Regions from separate parts of the Astyanax mexicanus genome. Here region 2 is linked to region 1. Evidence: chromatin contacts called from public Hi-C data. All regions are on one chromosome and are shown on one strand. Each heading gives the region's core, a stretch centred on a gene start, on an enhancer-like site or on the middle of the called end of the contact. The rest is flanking DNA. Distances are from core to core; before and after follow the strand shown.

Region 1 (3,622 bases), core at 253-2,752:
AACTACACCTGTACTCTTATAGTAATGTTCTGTTCCACCTTAAAAGCTGAAGACGTTTAAATTTAAAACTGCTGTCGCCACAGCAGCTTTTAAGGTGGAATGGTAAATTCAAACACTGCAAAAACCTTCGTGTGAGTGTTTTTACTGAAGACAATAAAGTGTATTTAAGACAACTATCTACCAGCTACTTACTCGTAGATGCATGTACTATCTTAATGAACACCCAAGACGTTTTATCCGTGATGTTTACGTTTCTGTCAGCGTATTGAGCGCGCGGGAACTACACGTGGAGAAATGGGTGTGTCCTACATGACTCTTTAATTAAAACCGCGCCCCATGTTAAACTCTCGCCCAATAACACTGCGTGTTGTTGACGTCACCAGAGTGGAGACTCTTGAGGAGCAGTATAGGGCATAGTGGATAACATTTATTTTGTCTAATACTTTATGTTTCTGTACTATAATTTGCTAAGGTGTATGTCCCTTATTATGACTGGCTTGTACATTTATATTCCTGCCTAGCAGAACTATTTCACTACTGTACTTAAGTACTTAAATGCTGTATCTGTATCTATTGGAGTATTATTTTTACTTTACTACTGTACTTAGGTACTATAATGCGGTATCTGTATCTACTGGAGTATTATTTTTACATCAGTACTGTACTTAGGTACTAAAATGCTGTATCTGTATCTACTGGAGTATTATTTTTACATCAGTACTGTACTTAGGTACTAAAATGCTGTATCTGTATTTACTGGAGTATTATTTTTACTTCACTACTGTACTTAAGTACTAAAATACTATATCTGTATGTACTGGAGTATTATTTTTTTTCTCCTACTTCCACTTTTACTCCACTACATATTTTCAATGAGTTTAATACTTTTACTCTGATACATAGTTTATGTGCTGTATTGTTACTTCTTACAATTATAAAAAATTACAAAACATTTCAAACTCACATTATCACTGCTCTACGTTCTCACTGGGTTTGATGAAGCTGCTCTTTATTAAGGGGAATTAAACAATCAAGCTATTTTATAAGACATTCAGTACTTGGGTAGTATATTTTATGATACTACTTTAAAACTACTTGCAACACTTAAGTACAAAAAATAATTTTAAATACTTTACTTTATTTTGTACTTCCACTTAATTAATTATGGTGCTTAAAAAACAATTCAACTTCTACTTCAGTCACTTTTTTGATAGAGTACTTTTATTTCTACTCAAGTCTGGCTCTCTAGTATTTTATACATGGCTGGTGATTGGCAAAATAATATTCAGCTATAACTTCACATTTCTGTCCTAAAAAAGTTCTGTACTAAAATTCTGTACTAGTAGTGGCAAGTAGGTCCTTAGGTAGGACAGTTCTGTGAATGTTTAACAGTTCATGACTAACTGACCAATCATAGCACAGGAGAGTACACACTCCAGCCAATCCAGGTCCAGGGGGCGGGGCCTGTCTGAAAACGGGTGGGGAATGAAGTGGGCTGCAGTGGTGCTGGTAGCTGAAGGTGGGCTCAGATACTCCACACACAGCCTCGCCTGACAGACTGAAGATCCAGCAGATCCGCGCACATCGCTGTCCTGCCCGCGGAGGATGAGTTAGAGCCCGGGAGAAGCTGATACACAGATCCAGCAGAGCGGAGGAGTGATGGGGTCTCGGGCAGACTGAGGGTCCTGTGGGCAGCGGGTGGGCTGGTGTGGGAGTTCAGGGTAAAACCTGTCACACAGCAGCTCTGAGAAAATGGGAGAGAAGCTGAGAGCTGGGAGAGCTGGTGCACAGGGAGAGAAAACCAGGATCTGGATATAAAAACAGTTTCTGCTGATCAAGGTAAAGTATTTAACTGAAATATCACATATTCTATACTTTGCTATATGCTATAATATTATAACCTGGCAGTACGTGTTCTTAAAATCTCATAATCTTATAATCATAATAATGTAAATGTGTTAAGATCTAATACTTCACATTTCTGTACTTTGATTGGCTTAATAATATTTTTCTATACCATGATTGATTAGATATTCAAGTATTTATTTTTTTATGTTCTGTGATTGGCTATAAGTTAACATGCCTGTACTATGACTGCTTAGTTATTCACATTTCTATTTTAGTTTTGCCTAGAGGTTTATTTTTTTTCTGTACTATGATTGATTAGATATTCAAATGTCTGTACTATAGCTGCATGGTACCTCATCTTTATGTTATATGATTGGTTATAAGTTTATATTCCTGTAATATGATTGCTTAGTACCTTTAGGTTTCTGTACAGTGGTTGGTTGGAAATTCATATTTCTCTTTTGTAAGTGGCAATATGTTTATTTTCCTGTACTATGCCTGCTTAGTTTTTCACATTTCTGTTTTATGGTTGCCTAGAGCTTATTTTTAATATTCTATGATTGATTTGGTATTTTAATTTATGTACTCTAACTGCATAGTACCATATTTGTTTTCTGTTCTGTGATTGGCTATACATTTATATTTCTGTACTATGACTGCCTAGTACCTTCAGGTTTCTGTACAGTGGTTGGCTAGAAATATACATTTCAATACATCTCTGTACAATGATAGGCTAGACATTTTTTTTCCTGTACTGTGGTTGGTGAGACATATTATATCCCTGTATAATTGGTGCCTAATAATTCACATTTAGGTACTAATAATGAGCTAGCACATATTATGGTTAGCTATATATGGTCTTAGATATTATGGTTAGTTAGAAGGATAAATGACTGCCTAATACTTGATACTGCTGTACTATGGTTGGCTAGACGTTTATATTTCTATTCTGTACTTGAGTATACATCTATAGTCATATGCAATGACAAAAACCTGATCCATATCTCTTGTCTTAATCTTCTCAAGAGACTGTAACTGTTTTAAAATAAGTGTAACAGGATTTATTTGGCCAACTTTGTAACCCAAGCTGCTGCCAGTGCATCCACACACTGGCACTGTTAGTTTATACAGGCTGAAAGCAAGTGAGGGAAGGTAAACACTGGGTGTGTTCTGAACTGAAGGACAAGACCCTGCTCTCCATTCATGATGGGAGGATAACAAAAGGCCAGCTGGGGGTTCGTACTGGGAAACATGTTGTTTGCAGGGAATTCCTGAGGGGCTTTACAATAGGGTCAGATATGGAGCTAGGATAAGTCTGGGGGAGTTTACTGGGTTGCAAACGTGTGCACATGAATTCCTGCTTAACTGAAGATAACACAATCTGACAGTTTGGGAATCACCTGGTAGAATATTTAGTATAACATTCAATTTATTTTGATTTTTATCTCAATAAGACTTGCCTGTGAGAGTCAGAAACTGTAAGAAATATTAGGGCAGTTATTTTATTACTATACTTTAAGTGTTTGTCCTGTAGTATCTAATCGGCTGAGAACTACAGAGGAGAAAGTCATCCTTATGTCACCAGAGAAGTTAGAAACAAGATGCATTATACCTATTGGTTGACAATAATGTAGTAAATCAGTACATATTGGCACCAAACATTTGAAGCAATAACAGTACTTATTTTCCGAAAAAGAAATAAGAGAATCACTGGAGATTTCCATGTTATCAAAATGATACCAAGTACACAAGCCTATATTTTTTATAGTTTTGT
Region 2 (3,849 bases), core at 389-2,888, 42 kb before region 1:
AAACCAGCTGTTTGCGTGTACACAGCAGGAACTCAGACTATGACTAGAGATTGCTTAGCCTCTGCACCAGCCTGTCTGAATACCTGTTGACTTTACAGTATTTACAAATCTCCTACAGCTGCTTATAGGGGACCCATAAAGCAATATGAAGAATTCAATGGTAGTACTCCCTAGTACAGGTGTTGCTGGTCCTAGGGTTATGTATTGGCAAGAAAATATGTTTATGACTGAGTGCACTCTCAATAGATTCAGTTAAAGAGTTTTTGCTTATTGACTGACAAATTGTGGTAAATGACGCCTTCACATTGACATTTTTCCACCAAGCCTCAGTGAGGTGAAGTAACATTATCAGTAGTTTGGTTAATGTGTTGTTTCACACGGGTTTTTCTGTGCTCGAAACAAATATTATATTATATTAAAGAAAAACAGTGTAAAGATATAACCCTTACAGTGGTATCAATGCTTTTGTTAAACTCTTAAGAAATAATGGTACAAAAAACATCAGACTTGCTCCTTTCTCTGTAACAGAATTAATCATTTCCACCTTAAATGATTCTGAAGTTTAATAACAGCTACATTAGCAGTGTGCCTTACCCAGCACAACTACTGTGCTGTTAGCATAGTCATTAGGATTGCTGCCACACTGTTAGCCCCCCTTGCCTATCAGTATCCTTTACATTTAAAATATAAATAAATGGTCTACATCTTAAAGCACTGAAAGCAAGACTTGGGTCCTTTACCAGACAGGGTCACATGAAATACATAAATACATAACATACTGGGCTCCCCGACAGGGATTAAGCCTAATGCAAGACTAATTATTACTTTAAATGAAAAATCCCCATTCAAATGCTGTGTAATCCAAGACTTGGCTTAATTCTGGTTTGGGAAACTCCCCATGTATGTTATGCCACAGCACACACTCCCAAATAAAGAAATTTTTTTTTTTTTCAAATAAAGAGCATCCCTGCACTCCCAAAAAAATTCACTAAAACTTGGCAAAATATATTATCTCATTTCAAGGCAATACATTTTTTTTTTACTAAGCACTGTAAGTGTAAGCTTATTTTGCTTATTTTTTCAACAACCTTAAGACTTTTTCACCTTATTTTAAGTACTTATAACTCCAAATAAAGCAGTCAAGTTATTCTGATTATTGTGTCCAAATTTAATTTATAAAATCAGGGAATTTTAATAGATTCAATTCAAATTCTTGATTTAAAATCATAATGATTTTGATTAATATAAGCAGGTACATCTTAATTTTGATATGTTTTGTCTGATTTTTGCCAGTTTATTTTGTGCAGAGTATTTTGGAAATACTGTTAATTATTCTATGCAGCCATTGCAAAAAATCTAGGCTTTTCACAGTATTTTTTTGACCCTGGTACTGGAGGTCTCTGGGAGGGTTCAAAAAGACTTTCATGTCTTGATGTACGAATCTACCTTCTGAAATCTGCAAAGTCCACAATCCTGAGAGACTTTTCCTCTAACTCCTGTTTCTGTCCTCAGCAGGACCTCCTGCACCTAATCAGGAAAATAGCCCAGACAAGTTGATGTAGACGTGGTGGTTTTCCATAGGAAAGTCCATATAAAACATGAGGCGCCACGGGAAGCTGGTTAGCTTCTGTGGCTTCACTCATCATGCTTGCTCTCTGGTGGGTTTCTGCTCACCCCCTTCACCCGCAACACCACCACCAGCACGAGCAGTACAGAAGCACTGGAGGCCTGTGAGGGTGAACCTCAGGCAATTAAGCTTTGCTACGTCTCTCGTTTTATTCTGCAGTTTATTTTAAAAGGTTAGTCCCCAGAGTTTCATATTCTGCTGCTGTAAAGAGCAGCTAGAGCAGCAGGGCTGCAGTGGAGGTCTGCTGCCTTTAACAGTGTAAATCCTGTAAAAGTTACCTCACGGAAAAGACTGGCTGATTGAAGTGCAGGGGAGAAAAACTAAAAGGGCACATAGTACACATCACAGTGTCTCACAATCTTGCCTATGGAGCACTATCTACGATAGGTTAGTAAAGAATGAATATTTTATAACAGCCACCGCCTCTTTTCAAACTGCTACTGATGCAGTATTGCTGAATAAACAGTGCAATTGGAGGAAAGCGCAGCGACTCAGTCCCGGTACATTATCTCAGAGATGCTTTGTGCTGATCGGCATTACCTTTCAGAGTGACGAGGGGAAAGAGCACCATCTACCCACCCAGAGAGAGCAAGGCCAATTTTGCTCTCTCAGGGCTCCAGTAGCTGATGGCAAGCTACATGAACAAGATTCGAAACCGGCGATCTCCCGGTCATAGTAGCAGCGCTTAGCCTTAAGGACCAATCTGAGTCAAGAATGAAGATTATTTTAAGAGCCCGGAACAATTTCTGTATATTTATATTAATACATTTAGTGAGCAGGACATCAATGTTGTTTGCTTATTGAGGGAACATGACTGTAAAACATTTTAAGATTGTATTTTGACATTTTGTTCTTGAAATCAGGTCAAAAATAGTTATACAGAAGGTAAAGCATTTATTAAAACTGGATTGATAAACTGGTTGGAGCAGATATTTAAAAAGATCTCTCTCTAAATTCAGCACTAACCCAGCACTCCTACATTCTGTAAATAAGGTCAGGTAGCTAAAGGTCAGACAGTCACTGTGTGATGATTTCATGATGTTCAGTATGTGTCACTTTGAGACTTCTTGTGTTACAGGCCTTGGCCCGTATATGGGCTACAGGTGTCGGTGACCAAAACCTTTTCCTCTGCATTAAAATAAGTTTTACATTCTGAAAACTTTTTGGAGACTCTTATAGGACACTTGGAGAAGCTGCCTGTCCACTTTCTACTCCACATTATAATTTTATATTTTATTTTATATTATATATATTTTTTACCATTATAATTTTCAGTAACATTCATCAAACATGAAACATTTTAATGTACTGCTACAACAGAAATCCTCAAGATATAGATTTTCTTACTCAAGAGGGCCAGTGATGGGAGTAACGGCGTCGAAATAAACGGAGTTACTTTTTTCAGTAACGAGTAATCTAACTAATTACTCTGACTGTAACTATAACGCCGTTAACAGCTGTGTGTGATACAAGCCTCAAACACACAGAACAGCTGCCTTTCAACCACGGAGGAGAAGCTGAAAACGGATTTATAGAACTATTTATAGATATATATCACAGTGAGGTTCATAAAAAATCTTAAACTTACGATTGACTACAACTGTTGCTTGATTTGAATTACCAAAAAAAAAAAAGAAAACGGCACAGATACTGCGTTACCTGATAAGCTGAGTCGTCAGGTAACGCAATAGTTACTTTTACTGGTAACTAGTTACTTTTATAGTGGAGTAACTCAGTTAGTAACTCAGTTACTTTTTTGGAGGAGTAACTAGTAACTATAAATAATTACTTTTTCAAAGTAACGTACCCAACACTGAAGAGGGCACACCACTGTAATTTGTGGCAAAAAAGAGAACCCCGTAGTCACTTCCACACCAGAGGGCACTTTCGTGACAATTTTTGTAACCATAGAGGCACGAGAGGGGGTGGTTACCCCCCCCGCACCTTTGCTAAGTCTGCCAGTGAAAGCTAGCTTGCTGTGGGTAGCGTGTACTGTTCTGGGTTAAAGAATGTCTCACACGGTTTGGAGATGGAATGTGTGAACGACAGGGCGGACGAGTGTGAGCTGTGGTTGCTCTGTTAGATTGTTGTCATGTCTTTGTTTCATCTGTGTCTCGCTCCACAGAAAAGGCACGATTTAAGTACTCACCATGAGTCTTGAATTCTCTAACCTGACTGCCATCGGACCCCTGACAAATCCTAGATTCATTACTAAAGACAAT

The links. A called contact is a pair of places that touch in the nucleus more often than the background predicts.
Region 2: a contact with region 1 is called in a Hi-C map of muscle, with 5 times the contacts expected there. The contact joins the enhancer-like site here to the promoter of LOC103023355 in region 1. A contact is called at or near these places in 2 of 3 Hi-C or Micro-C datasets (both in muscle).

Annotation. Positions count from the first base shown.
Region 1 is chr10:45,913,961-45,917,582 of AstMex3_surface, reverse strand. LOC103023355 (serine protease 23) reads left to right here and starts at 1,502. Exons shown (of 2, transcript XM_007243217.4): 1 at 1,502-1,839.
Region 2 is chr10:45,956,005-45,959,853 of AstMex3_surface, reverse strand. The region is part of intron 2 of LOC111195807 (a long non-coding RNA gene); the gene reads right to left. Among protein-coding and RNA genes, the nearest start is that of LOC111195807, 6.6 kb to the right of the region's middle. Within about 2 kb of position 1,638, the one cell type or tissue checked has an H3K27ac peak away from gene starts, as active enhancers do.